Linked DNA regions of Mus musculus: regions 1 and 3 are each linked to region 2. The links are chromatin contacts, called in public Hi-C and HiChIP or PLAC-seq maps. All regions are on one chromosome and are shown on one strand. The core of a region is the stretch at or near the end of the contact, and the rest is flanking DNA. Distances in the headings are between cores, read along the strand shown.

Evidence for each region. A called contact is a pair of places that touch in the nucleus more often than the background predicts. HiChIP or PLAC-seq counts read pairs in DNA pulled down with a chosen protein or histone mark.
Region 1: a Hi-C map of uterus shows a contact between it and region 2. The contact joins the enhancer-like site here to the promoter of Dnajc15 in region 2. A contact is called at or near these places in 2 of 39 promoter capture datasets (the C10 cell line and macrophages), 3 of 484 Hi-C or Micro-C datasets (cortical neurons, granulosa cells and uterus), 2 of 115 datasets of contacts at active chromatin or transcription factors (bone marrow-derived macrophages and microglia) and 1 of 9 other capture datasets (adipose tissue).
Region 3: an H3K27ac HiChIP or PLAC-seq map of CD8 T cells shows a contact between it and region 2, with 11 times the contacts expected there. The contact joins the enhancer-like site here to the promoter of Dnajc15 in region 2. A contact is called at or near these places in 1 of 39 promoter capture datasets (macrophages), 12 of 484 Hi-C or Micro-C datasets (B cells, the C10 cell line, CD8 T cells and 9 more), 2 of 115 datasets of contacts at active chromatin or transcription factors (CD8 T cells and the SCID.adh cell line) and 1 of 9 other capture datasets (macrophages).

The regions. Positions count from the first base shown.
Region 1 is chr14:77,813,557-77,818,457 of GRCm38.p6, reverse strand. No RefSeq gene overlaps it. Among named protein-coding and RNA genes, the nearest start is that of Gm1587, 17 kb to the right of the region's middle. Within about 2 kb of position 2,682, at least 9 of the 459 cell types and tissues checked have an H3K27ac peak or open chromatin away from gene starts, as enhancers often do. A contact at or near this core is called in uterus, where this site is marked.
Region 2 is chr14:77,873,221-77,877,766 of GRCm38.p6, reverse strand. Dnajc15 (DnaJ heat shock protein family (Hsp40) member C15) reads left to right here and starts at 2,850. Exons shown (of 6, transcript NM_025384.3): 1 at 2,850-2,969. The coding sequence starts at 2,868.
Region 3 is chr14:77,926,090-77,930,918 of GRCm38.p6, reverse strand. Epsti1 (epithelial stromal interaction 1 (breast)) reads right to left here. Exons shown (of 12, transcript NM_029495.2): 2 at 3,691-3,749; 3 at 2,089-2,172. Among named protein-coding and RNA genes, the nearest start is that of Epsti1, 24 kb to the right of the region's middle. Within about 2 kb of position 1,443, at least 9 of the 459 cell types and tissues checked have an H3K27ac peak or open chromatin away from gene starts, as enhancers often do. A contact at or near this core is called in B cells and CD8 T cells, where this site is marked.

The DNA.
Region 1 (4,901 bases), core at 1,433-3,932, 59 kb after region 2:
TGCAGAGGAAAGTCAGGGCAAGAACTCAAACCAGGTAGGAACTAATGCAGATACCAGGGAGGAGTTCCTAACTGGCTTGCTCCTCATGGCATGCTCAGTCTGCTTTCTTACAGCATCCAGGACCACCAATCCAGAGTGGCATAGTCCACAATGTATTACAGGCCATTCTGGTGGAGGCATTTTTTTCTATTGAGGTTTCCTATTCCCAAGTGATTCTGGCTTGTGTCAAGTTGACATAAAACTAGCCTGCATCAGGAGGCACACTGTGTGCATCCTTGCGAGGCACAGCAGTGTTGGCTTCTGCATCTGCAGAATTGCTAGTGTGGAAGCATCCTCTCCTTATGTATATTCTCTGGCTCTGTTTGGCTACATAGTACAAACTGCCCTAGAGCTTTGGGTCTTCCTGCCAAAGCTTTTAGCATGCTGGGATTACAGGCATATCCTACCCCATCACACCTGATTCAGTTTCTGGTCCATGGGGAAGCAACTCACACAGAGCCTACTACAGAATTCTGGTTTGGGAATTTTCAGTTGTAGTTTGGGTTTAGAATTTTATTTCTAGCCAGTACTTCTCCATTTTGCAGGTGGCTGAGAAGTCTGTCTGTTTAAATCTACCCTGGCCACTACTGAAACATTGTGTGTTTGCTATTTGGAGTACCTTCCATGAGTTAGGCAACACCAAGCAGATGGTCCACGGTGTGTAGAGAGCTGTGTGGGCGCCATGCTGCAATCCTTCCACACCGATGGAATGAGGTTTTCTTTGCAGCCCAGCCAGTCAATTGTCTGACTGTACCTTGAACCCAATTAGCGAGTTTTCTCTGAGCCAGGTGGAAGCGGCAGGGTAGCATCTATAGATGCCTTGGCTCACTGTGGTGGGATCTGCTCGAGTACAGCTCTGCGGGAAGATGGTTTACACTTGACACAGACCTCTGTGGTCCTGCTTGCCCTGCATCAGGCAGGTATGCCCATAGGGATTGCCTCTTGGATGGGTGGGTGGGTTGGTGGGGTTATCTAGTCTTCTCTTCATACTGCTAATGTTTATGATGATGCATCTTGGGAAACTAAGCTCCCAGCCAAAGTGTGTTGGGAGTGCAGAGAGTACCGCCTTTATGTTCTTGTTCAGGCCCTTTCTGAAAGTTTGTAGGTCTAACTTAATTGAAAATTTGTACACAGTTTCTTCTCTCTGACCTCTCCCAGATCCCCACCCATACAATTTCATACTTTCTCTTTCTCTCTTTTATAAAACAAACAAAAAGGCAAACAAACCAGACTAAAACAATGAAAAAGCACAAGAAAAACATACATATAAACAAAGCCCCTAAAAATACAAATCAGAAACCAAAACTCTGGGGAGATTAAAAAACAAACAAAGCAATATGAGACAAAAGGAAAAAATCTGTAGGTCGCCAGTGAGTCTGTTTTGTGTGGCCATCCACTGCTGAGCATGGGGCTTACCCTTAAGTGTGGTCTGTGTACCCAGTGAGACCCCATTGGAGAAAATAATTTTTCCTTTGCAAGAGCTTATCAATTAGAGAGAGCTTCTTGGCTAGAAATGGGATATCATACCCACTTCCCCCTCTCAGTGCTAGGACTCTGGCTTGAACCCATGCAGGCCCCCTGTGGCCCAATAAAGATTATCTGAGGATTTTGTGTCCCATTTTGTAAAATAGATATGACTGACAGCCACTTTTCTCAAAGAACACACTGGAGTCTTGACCTTAAAGACTTGAAGACCTTGAGTCATCCGTCTCTGGAGCTCTGGTGCAGTTTGGCAAGACAAAGCCTAAACTGTTTAAATGAGATGCTCTTCTGTAGACAGTCCTGAGGAGTGTGTTCTTCGGAGTCTCTGGACTTATGTAAATCCCTGGTCACTCTCTGCTGACAGTGATCTTGAGGAAATTTTGTCAGCTGACTTATGGATCCCTGACATAATGACATGGACCTTAGGCAATTGTCTAAGACATTAAGGAGATGGGCTTCCCACCTGTGCACAGTTGCTTTTCCAAAACGACTCTTTTTCTCTACCACTCTTTAAGACGCCCCTGTACAGCTTCTTTTATATTGCAGATACTCTTCACATCTTACAACAACAGTAAGTAAATTTTAAAAGAATAATGTTATCAGTGAGTAACTCCAACATCCATTTCATAACTATCTCATATTTAGGGAAGCAACGATTGATCCCTTTAGTACATGTAAAGATGCAGGGCCTTGGGAAATGCCTGGAGACAAAGATGGCGATCTTCAGATCGGAAGTGACGACACCGTCGCAAAGAAACAGTCATCTTTTCTAAAATACCATTTTCCAGTGCTAATGGCCAGCTGAGAATGCCCGCTCACCAGCTGAATGCCAAGAGCCGCTTAATAACAATCAGGGGAAGCAGACAGTCATGGCTGTCAGTCACCGGGTGCCTAATGTGACTACCGTTGTTCATGTTCTTCTCGCTTTTATCCTAATGAGACTGGTAGCTATTTTTAACCTCATTTTATACAAGGTGGGGCTCAAGGGCCAAACTCCCTTTCACAAGTCACACAATCAATAAAGGCAGAGTGGGCTCTGTTCGCAGAGTCTAACCCCAAAGTCTCTCCGTTGTTTCCCAGGCCGGTGTCACACTCACCCCGATACCTCTCAGTTCCTGTGAGCCTCGCTCTCGCTTTACATTGGAAGCTGGTAATTTATTAAGCCTCCTCAAGGTAGTCATTTGTTCCAGCAGGAGCACAGTCAAGGACCTCCCTGCTTCGCACAGCATTTGTCACCTGTCACCTTACCTTTCGAACGCCAAGCAGGCATCCGCTGAGACAGACAGGAGTCACCTCTGTCACAGAAACCTGAGCGGTAACTGGAAGAAGACACTAGCTCTGAAGCCATCCGCGGGTGTGGCCTGATGTCTTTCCAGGCTTGCAGCAGCTCTCAAGTGCCTGATCGCTCCAAAATGATCAACACCGAATGAAAAGGAAAACTAGATCCTGGGTTTAAAAAATATATACACTTTTATGTCATTTCTCTTTGGGGATGGACAGAAGTTTGTTCATTTAGGCTCAGGAAACAGACTAACAAGGATTTCAATTCCTAGTCATATACTTGCTTATTGTGTGACTTTGGGTGAGTTACTTATGCTCTGAGCTCAACTTCCTTATGTATAGAGTAGACCTAAGATCCTCAACTCGGGATTTCTGTGAGGATGGGGGAAGTGCTACATGTGAACCATCAAATAGAGTCTGGCATGGGGCTGGCCCTCCACAGCCATGAGCACAGCTGATTCTCTTCCACTGAACAAGCGATTCTTGGCTGTTTCTTAGAACCATCTGGTTTAAAAATCCCAAAGCCAAGGCGGACTGTCCAGCTTTCTGGGGTGGGGCCAGGCACAAGCATCAATCAAAGCTTTATTGTTTCCCTGCCCAGCCTAGGTTAAGCAGCATTAGACTGGATTTGAGCCCAGGGCAAGCGTCTCTGCATGGGCTCCTTGGCAGCTTGGCTCCCAAGGTAGCTGGGCTTCAGATTGATGGGGAAAGTGAGAGGGAGCCCTCAACTGTCTTGGACAAGGCAGGCAGAGGGATCTCCAAGATCTATCAGATTAATCACTCTGGGACTTTCCCTTCTCCAATATTTTACCCAAGCAAGAACAGCCTAAAATAAAATGAGATGGGAGCCTAAAGCAACATCATACCCAAAGGTGAACAGATATTCGGAGAGGATTGGAACAAAGTCTACCCTGTACATGGAACTACGCAGGCAGCTTTAGTCAGGACACATCCCCAACCCCAGAGTGATCGGCTCTCTTCACTCGGGTTCCCTACATCACTCTCAGAGGATGGAGTATGGCCCTGGCCCAGTAGCATTAGGATCACAGGGGGCTGGTCCAAAATGCAGGATTTCATACCAAATACTCCCAAGTAAGCAGACCTACTGAGACAAACTCTAGCTGAAAGCCAGGCTCACACACTGTAAGATGGCTTCCAAGCGGTTTCCAGCATGCTCATTAAAAACTGCTAAGCACAGCCAGTGGAAATGAAGCAAGCTGGAGGGGCAGAGAACTACCTGATCTTTGAAAGGTTTGCTCAGTCACTCTGAAGTAGTTTCTTCATGTGTAAATTCGGGACAGAGTGATTTACCTTGATAATGGGCCATTGCAGAGGAAACAAAGCAAACTATTGTTTGGTGTAAGGGGAAATCATTTTTATTTTTTACTTGTCTCTTAACTACTGAATCTTAGCATCTCAGTTGATTCTGAATGTTAGTAGCATTTGTTAGCACCTGGTGTCTTTGTCGCCATAGAACAGCTGTTTGCACGCTACCTGAATGTTGCTGTGGAGGTCTCTAAGTAGCATCTGCACTCAAGTGCTTCAGACCACCGTTCTTCTGATTTTACTGCTAGCTCTTGATATTTAATGCATTAATAATGAGGCATGGGAAGCGTTTTAATTTTATGAAATTGTATTTTAAACTAATTGGTTTCCTTTGCAATTGTTATTATTTTGGGTATGCATTTAAAAACATTATTCTGAAATGTGATCCATAGACTCAGGGTACCAAAGAATCCCTTCTCGCTTTGTAAGTTTTCGTGATGATTAAATGCAGTCAGATGTGCCCAACACTTGGCAGAGACTCAGTAGCAGAGCCCTAATTCTCTTCAGCACTATGTGCCTTGCTTTTTCCCAAGACTGGCCAAAGGGCCCTCTAGGCTTCTTGGAGGTGGTGGGTAATATCAAAATTTACACTGTGCAGTCTTTTTTTTCCTGCAGGCATGTGTGTCTGTGTGTGTGTGAGTGTGTGTGTGTGTGTGTGTGTGTGTGTGTGTTTCAAGTTCTATTGAATGAATGAGAGTTGTTTGAGAACTTGTGGAGCCAGAGAGGGGAAGGAGGCTTTCCACTGAAGGTTCCTTTCTAGCAGTGCTGAGATC
Region 2 (4,546 bases), core at 1,601-4,100:
TCACCTCCCCATAGCCAAGGAGCAAGAGAGGGAACCAGACAGCCCTACCTAAGATATAAGCTCAGCCCAATCCAGTGACACTCTTCCTCCAACTAGACCCTACCTCTGAGTTCCCAACAATAGTGTCAAATTGTGAGTCCATCAGTGGATTGATCCTCTGATTAGTTTAGTGCCTTCATGATCCACTCACTGGAACCAAAGCCCTTTGGGAGGGCACTTACCATCCAACCCATAATAGCCATCATTCTAAGATGGCTACAAAGATGATTCACTTAATGCATATAGTGGAGTTGATACTGTTATCAACTTATTGATGAGGAAGCAGGCACAGAGAGTTTAAGATGTGTGTTCTTTCTCTGAAAGTCCTAACAAAATGTTAAACTTTTGACTGAGATGTTTCCAAAATATATTAGCAATCCTGCTTTTGTTTTACAAGGTCCATAGAACGTACTATGATCTGTCTTTGAGAACATACAATTAGTTAAGAGAAAACCAATAGAAATTTAACATACTTCTACTTCTCTTTTATTTTTCACAAAACAATATTTATCTTTATTCTTTTTTTCTTTTTTCTTTTTCTTTTTTTTCTTTTTTTTTCTTTTTTCTTTTCTTGAGACATGGTTTCTCTGTGTGGCCCTGGCTGTTCTGGAACTCACTCTGTAGAATAGGCTGGCCTTGAACTCTGAAATCTGCCTTCCTTTGCCTCCCTCCCAAGTGCTGGGATTAAAGGCGTGTGCCATTACTGCCAGGCTTATCTTTATTCTTGTTTGTTTGTTTGTTTGTTTAGCCCTTGTTCTCCTGGAACTCTCTCTGTATACAAGCCTGGGCTGGAACTCACAGAGATCCTCCTGCCTCTGTCTCCTGGGTGCTGAGATCAAAGTTGTACACCACCACGTCCAGCTATTTATCTTCTTTCTTAAGGAAGCCAGAAAAGTGAGTTGAGCGAAACCCAGAAGAGATCCTTGAGCAGAGAGGAAAGGATTTTGCTGCTTTTGTTTTTATCTTTCTTGCTGGTAAGGTTGAGCCTACTAAAGAACCAAAGGTTGAGAGCAGAGTAGTCACTGGAGATGAGAGTTCCCTCTAACACTGTCCACTTCTGTAGAAGTAGCAGTGGAAGGAAGTTCAGTAAAGTCTAGAAGCAGCCAGTAATGTACTCTCCATAGACCTGAAATGCAGCAGGCTGACTCCCCTCCATGCTGCCCTCTCTTCTGCTGTGTTTCCCACCCCAGCCCCCTTTTTCTCCTGGCTTCCACTTTGGAAGCTTTTTCCCAGCTCTTGAGCAGGTGCACTGTTCTAAAAAGAGCTGGCTCACTCCTGTCTTGCTCTAATTGCTTGTTTGCTCCAGGCTAGCAGCCTATGACTGTTAGGGTCCAGCTGCTAGGATACATCATTAGCCTCCCTTAGACTGTAACTCCAAGGACTCGGAGACCTTATTTGTTTACTTGATGCTAAAGGCACAGTCCCCCAGCACTGTACCCAAGACCTGACATATGCTCAATAAATTGAATACACTGAACACATGGATGATGAATGCATGATATGTAGGCTTCAATCCAATTCATTTGGTTTGATCACGAATAATTGTGGATTGGCTTAATAAAGTAATTTATGTAATAAAGCCGTGTTTCTGAAGAGTTCTGAAGTATTTTTAACACATTATTACATATCACCGGCTCAATTCTTGGTGTTTATTTCCATGTGGAATTTGTGACCCCTTTCTTCTTCTAACTAAAACAAACCCCATGCTCCCTACTGACCACATCAGTGGCTGAGCCTCCAAGGAAGCCTTTGTGGCTGTTCTCGTTTCTCTCTGTGAACTCTGACACTGATTTTGCTTTCATTTGTAGCTAATCTAGCATGCTTGCTCGTGCTTTTAGTATATGGTACTAGCATGGTGTTTAATGTAATCTTTCCTTCCTGATTCTAAATTCCTTCAGGCCCTAAGCATGAGAATAATAATATATGGATAAATTAATAGGTTCTTACAACTGGTTTTTTGTTTGTTTGTTTGTATGGTTTGTTTTGTTTTGTTTTTCAAGATAGGGTTTCTCTGTATAGCTCTGGCTGTCCTGGAACTCACTTTGTAGACCAGGCTGGCCTCGAACTCAGAAATCTGCCTGCCTCTGCCTCCTGGGTGCTGGGATTAAAGGCGTGCGCCATCACGCCCAGCTAGGTTCTTACAACTTTTAATGTAAAAAAACAAAACAAAACAAAAAAACCAAACCCCAAAACAAAAAAAAACCTTCTTGTAGGCTGGATTGCAAAGTGTATAAAGGGTAAAACAGCAGCCAACTTGGTACAGGGGTTAGAAAGCGTATTAGCTTCAGTTATTGCCTAATATCTGTTCGAGAAAGCTTGACCTAAACATTAATAATGAAGTTAAGTCTTTATGTATTCAAATTAGTCAAAATCATTTGCTGTGAGCGCAAGTTAGTGGATCATCAGTATCTTCCCAGTGATTTCACTAACATGTGAAATCACATTCATTTCTAGTTGGGAAGGTCAAGCAAGGAAGCCCTCCCTGGCCTTGTTTCTATTCCCAGGCACCATCGCGGTACTTTGGAATCTCTCCCTGCCTGGTTTTAGAGGAAACTCAAGGTAGACCTAAGAAGGCCCCGCCTCTTCAGGCTTGGTTGTTATAGTGGAGGGTGGCACAAACAAACAAACAAGGCTCTGTAAGGGTCTGACCCCGGGCTTTGACAGGGTCAGTTTATCGGAGATGGAATGAGAACCAGATTCTCTGCAGCCAGGTCTCCACTAATAAAACTGAACACCTACTCAGAGCGCGAACTTAACCGGTCCGCACTAATTTGTCCCCGCGGACGCCCCGTAGACAACTCAGTGCGTCCTCGGAGTCCTGCAGTGCCATGGCTACCGGTGGCGGCGTGACCTCCAGAGAGGGGCTGCGCTACGCCGAATACCTGCCTCCTTCTGCCCAAAGGTCGGACGCCGACATCGACCACACAGCGGTGAGTCTGCCGGCCGCCACTGACCTGCACCCCTAAACCCCAAGACCTCCCACTCCCACCCCCTTGCCCGGCTGCCTGTGCCCGGCGTGGTACCTGGCTGTCTCCTCAAAGTGTCACGGACCACAGAACAGGCCCACGGTTATCCAGTGAAGAGACCCATGGGTTCCCCCTGGGCAGAGGGGGCCCGGTGGAGCCAGGAGCCTCCCTTGGGGAAAAGTAGTTAAGAACCAGGGCGCGAAGCTGCGTGAGAACAGTTGGGACCTCTAGCACCCCCAAGTCTGGAGCAACTCAGCCTAGATCCGGGCAGAAAATGCTTGCGATTTATTGAGGCGGCTTCTTTCCTTCCACCTTGTGGTTCCTGAAGATCGAACTCAAGTCAGCCATCACCTCCACTGACCGAGTCACCCCGCTCGTTCACATCTGTAGGAGAGTCTAGAATTCAGGACATAACTTAGGAGGTCTCTTTAACAGCCAGCCTCAGGAATGCTAAATTGTGGGAGTCTTCACCAGTTCACGCCACTGTCCTTTCTATAACAGAAACAAAAACAAAAACAAAACAAAACAAAAAAAAAAACCAACTTTCTTGTGATATCCTGACATGAAATTAAAGTTTCTAAAAATCAATATAATAGTCAAATTGAAACGTAACGGTGAAGTAAATATCTTCTTAGTAATAAGTAGCTGTTTGAATTTGTAAATGCCTTCACGTTATTTATTATATTACAGGCTGCAATGAAGTGATCATATTGCCCTCGCATTGCAGCAGTTGTACATGGGACAGCTACAAATGCCAAGCCGGCAGGATTTTATTTTTTAAAAGGACTCACTGTATTTCCTACGCTGGCCTGGAGCTTACGATTCTCCTGCTTCAGCCTTCTTACTTCCTGGCCTATCAGATATTGGCATCCTGTTGTTATTTAAAAAAATTTTTTTTTTCCCAAAAAAGCAAACACTCTGAGGTAAATTGTTAGAAATGTCTCCTCACTTTGTAGGGTAAGTTCACTTATGGAAAATTAAGCCTGTACTAAAACAGAGTAGAAGTATAAATGGTTGAAAGTTCTTAACAAAACAAAGATGGCCAGAAACTGGTTATTCACCATTTAATGTCACTGGCATCTTGTAACACTTGGAGAGTTAGGGATGGTTTTTTATTCCTGGTTGGCCAGCCTTGCACATGATAGGACTTTTGAAATCGGGAGTCGACCATCCACAAAGTACTCTTCCTCTTAGGCAAACTACTGTGGAAGCTCAAAAGGGCTTCACAGCGTTTTCAGATTGTCCCTGAGGGATCGATGTTGACTGTGTTGAGAATACCTGGTCTAAATCAAACAGTGAGGTAGACGACAAGATTATTAGTAATGACTTTAGGTAACTGAAAATAATGGGAAACTGACAAAAGGGTGTTAGGAAAGGAAAACTTGGCCTTGAGAAGGATCAGCCTGGTTGACAGAGCCAATTCCAGGACAGCCAAGACTACACAGAGAAACCCTGTCTCAGAAGAAGAAAAAAAAAAGGGGGAGGGGGAAGGAAAGAAAGAGAAAAGAATTAGACAGTGAGCAGATGGTGTAAGCCCTCAG
Region 3 (4,829 bases), core at 194-2,693, 55 kb before region 2:
TAAGCGATTCTGTCTTGGCTAAGAATTCTGGAACATTCCTCCTGCATAAGAAAGAACCTTTCAGATTTTCGGCACAGCAGATGTACGTAATCTTTATTACCCACTCATTTCCCCCAATATTTTTAGTAGTTCTTTGAGCGTTTTGTACAGTGTGTTGATCATATTCATCTCCCTTCCCCCAACTCCTCTCAGATCCATCCCCTCTTCCCTACCTGCCCAACTGTGCATCCTGCTTATTTTTTAAATTCTTCAAGACCAATTGTGCTGCCCAAACATTCTTGTTTGTGTGGTCTTCCCCTGGAGAACAGTCAATTTATCAGTGACTACATGCTCAGAGAAAACTCTAAGTTTCCCACAAGTCTGTGGCCGATGGGTCCTCAGAAGGGTTGGGGGTGGCACAGAATTGGGTTAAAGGCTAGCCTGGCTAGTGAGACCTTCACTCTGAAAAGAAAGTGGCTGTCTCATGGATGGTTTGTCTTCCTGAGTCAGAAGAGAAGGGATACACTGCTGCTGTTGACTGCAGTTCTAACAAGGATCTCATGAAAGAATATACATCTAAAGTCATCCTGGAGGTGACCAATTCTGGCCAGTACCTAGGACTGATCGCTAGTCACTGGGATGAAACTGTCTCAAAACACAAAGAGGAAAAAAATCTCTTACTTTGGGCTGGTGAGATGGCTCAGTGGGTAAGAGCACCCGACTGCTCTTCCAGAGGTCCGGAGTTCAAATCCCAGCAACCACATGGTGGCTCACAACCATCTGTAACAAGATCTGATGCCCTCTTCTGGAGTGTCTGAAGTGTACTTACATATAATAAATAAATAAATCTTTAAAAAAAAAATCTCTTACTTTACCTCAAAACCATGTGGAAGGTGAAACACTTGAGAGGACCTATTAAAGAGAAGAGGTTTGGGGGCTAGAGATGGCTCAGCGGTTAAGAGTACTGACTGTTCTTTCAGAGATCCTGAATTCAATTCCCAGCAACCACATTGTGGCTCACAACTATCTGTAATGGGATCCAATGCCCTCTTCTGGTGTGTCTGAAGACAGGGACAGTGCACTCACATACATAAAATAAATAAATCTTTAAAAAAATGATAAAAGATTTTTTAAAAAGAAGAAGGAGGAGGAAGAGAAGAGGAGGAGGAGAAGAGGAGGAGGAGAAGAGGAGGAGGAGGAGGAGGAAGAGGAGGAGGAGGAGGAGGAGGAGGAGGAGGACGTTTAGACTATATTCCTCAAGTCTCAAATTCCTCAAGTTTATTTGGCTAAAGGTGAAATGTGTGGAGTTACATATATAGTTCTATATCTTTCATTCATTAAGAGATTTCCAAATTAGTTTCTTCCCTTGCCCACCCCCTCCACCTTTATCTCTAAGACTATTGTGGTGGTATGTGGCTTCTAACCCAAGGCATCTTTGTGGTAACTGGAACTGTGCCAAGCCTCTATGTGTTAAGCTGCAGCTGACTCTGAAGTCAAGATAGGACGTAAATGACTCCCACTGAGGGATGGGGGTATGGGTATCCCCTCTAAAGGCCTGAAACCCCACACAGGAGACCCAGACATTCCATCACCCTGGCAGCACCTGCTCTGCCAACTCAAATGTCCCCCAGCCCTAGCATGAAAACCCAGGAGACATCCATCTTTATACCCACTGCTGGGTCCCCAGCTTACTCCCATTCTATGTTCCCAATGGACTCTCCGTTCAGTTTTGTCACATTAGCATCTAACTGCCAGGATGGATATGCTGTGGTGGCTTTCCCTTGCATCCTGGAAGTGCTGTGACTGGGCATATGCAGCGCCCCAGGTAAGCTCTCTTCAGAGCTGATCATCTAAGAGGCTCTAAATTATTTGCCAATTAAGCCATCACTTTATTCCCACACAACTGTGGCAGATGCATTTGCTCCTTACATAAAACCAGAGACAGCAATCTACCTGCACATTTGAATGTTTCCTATCAGATGAATTCCGTCTCCGGCAGAAATACCATAGAGCAAGCCTTCGCATGTGAAGGAAAGCAGACCCAGCCTGTCTCAGTAGGATCTGCCAGTGACCCTGCCTACCCGCTCTGGCTTTCCATCTGCCACTCACCCAGCCGTTGTGGCACCAAGTAGACTGGTTTTGCCCTGTTCTGTTGCTTCCATCTCTCCAGGTCTGCCAGTTCTTGCTCAGCAACTAACCAGGAGAGAAATAGCAAGTTGTTGATTGTTTGAAAAGAAACCTGGTCATTGCAGCATCAAAACACACAGCAGACAGCAGATAGTGAGTTTTCCGGAATGAGACAGAAAAAAATGACCATGAAAAGCTGATACCTCCCAGCCCTCCCGGACCCCCAAGTCATGCAGGGCCCACCCCTGGCAGCTCCTAAGTGTCCTCACAGAAGGTACAAATTTGAACAACAGCTAAACTCCTACTAACACAAAGAAATATAGTTTTCCCTCCAACACTGACATTCTTAAAACCTCATGAATTATTTCGAAAGGTTTTCTATAACAAATGTGTACAAAAACTAGAATATTCATATGTCAATAAGATCCGGGTAAATATACATCCCCAAAGAATTGTGATGCCTATATTTGCTTTATTTTTAACATTTCTCAAGCTGGCTGTTATCTCTGAGGAGGGAGGCTCTGCCCTGTGCGTTGGCACCCTGCTTTGGGTCTTGGTATTCTTTATTGTCCAAATATTCAGACAGCAGGGGGCGCCTGGGAGACTTAGTTCTGTTGCTATATAACCTAATCTCCCGGTTTAGTTCCCCTTAGAAACTTGAACTCGAAGCCTGTAAGATGTTGGAACCTTGGGGTTCTGTTGGCTAAATGTCTGCAGTCCCCACAATCACTGAAGACCACTGTCATATGCTATACTGACTCACCGGACCACCCTGATTGATTCTTGTCCATGTGGTCTCTTCGGATAACTACTTTCCTGGCTGGGCCGTTATGGCCTTATTGGTTACTGAATTCCTTACCAATACCCTAAGAAGGGAGAGCACAGAATCCTGGAGCTGGAAACATGGCTGACGTGGGCAGTCACACAGTGTCCTGGTGAACCATGTGAACATTATCTCCCCTTGCAACTACAAATAGTGCGACAGTGTCAGAGGGCAGCATTTGTTAGTTCTGTGCCTCAGTTAAACCTGCTACTCATGCTCTAAGTACAAGGAGTACAGCCAAAGATTGGGGGGGGGGGGAGTGATTATACACACTGTATAAGGTAAGATTGTAGAGGGCAGATTGACAGATACAGAAGGATAAGAATACAGAGGCAGAAAAAGTCTATTAAGGAGGGATGGAACATATATTTTAAAAAAAGGTACAAATTCCCTCATAATCTTTTTGACATATAGCATGTCGTTTCAAAGGTATTCACAGCACCATTAAAATATCACCACCAACTTATTTAGTATATCAGGGACAAGATCCAAACAATAACAATAGGTGTGAAGTTGTTTAAACCCAAGAAAAATCCAAAGCTCATAGTCACTCATTACCATGAGCTCTGTTACTAATGTAGAGAAACGAATTTAGAAGTGCTAACAATAGAATAATTTTTACAAGTGCAATTAAAACTCTAAGTTTTTTTTAAGACCTTGGTAAGATTCTGTGAGTCTCTATAAATAAGAAAATAAAAATACTTTAAAAAATTATAAAGAGGAGAAGCATTCTGAGTGTCGGGTGAAAGTGCGTGCCATACTTCTCTGTATCTTCTGCCTTCTGCTCTCGTTTGGTGCTATCAGGGTGTATGTGCCTGCGCTGGAAAGAAGGGAAAACAGTGGTTATCATCATGACAGCTTCCTAAGGAATCTAAACCACCAGACCATCTTCCTTCTGATACCATTAGAAGACAGCCTTTAAGACCTTGCTCTGTTCTCTGCTACCTTCCAATCTAGTTGAAAGACACAAAGCAATGGGCCAGAGGACTAGTTCCTGCTGGTCTCCATCACCACTGGTTTGGGGGAGACTGCCCTTGTAGGGCGTCTCTCCTCTAGGTGGTGCTTGTGAGTCAATCCCAGTAAGGCTCATTTTCTCTTGTAGGCCCACCTTAGGAGAAAAAGAAACCCTGGGGCATCTGGTGTGTTTTCTGTTCATACAAACAAGAGTCCAAGTTATTCGCCATGCAGCCACGTCTTCTTTGTGACCCATATGACTAGCCTACTAGTCTTATAAGCCTTGATTCCCTCCCCTATATCCTGGGGACACAGGCTGAACATTATTTAAATCAGGAGCCCAGGGAAGTGAACATGGGAATCAAGGAAGAATTTCTTTCTGTCAGTTTTATCTTTGTTCTTTCTTTAGCAGGTGCAGTCCAAACATATGTGTGTATACTTGTGTGCACTTGTCTGTGTGTGAGTGTGTAAGGAGCTGAGGTCGACACTGTGCACCTTCTGTTTCTGGACACATTATTATTATTATCATTATTATTGAGATGGGATGTCTCTCTGAAGCTGGAGTCCTATTTTGACTAGACTGGCTGACCAGAGGGCCCCCATCTTTGCTCCTTCCACATCCCTCTCTTGCATCTCTGGGGTTAGAGACATACCAGTCCATACTGGACTTTTTCCCTGGCTGCTGGGACTCCAAAGTCAGGTTTTCATGTGTGCACAGCAAGCACCTTGCCCACTGAGCCATCTCCCCAGACCCTTTTTGGTAAGCAAAAATATTCCACACTTAGATACCAGGAATACTGAGCTACCTAAAACACAGTGAACCTTTAAGGGCAGAGGTGGACTTCTTTGGTATGTATTCCAGATCTATGGCGTGGTACCTGGCTCACAGTGGCTGCCTGATAAAGTACACTGTCATAGATCCCAGCTGTGAGCCTGTGCTGGAATG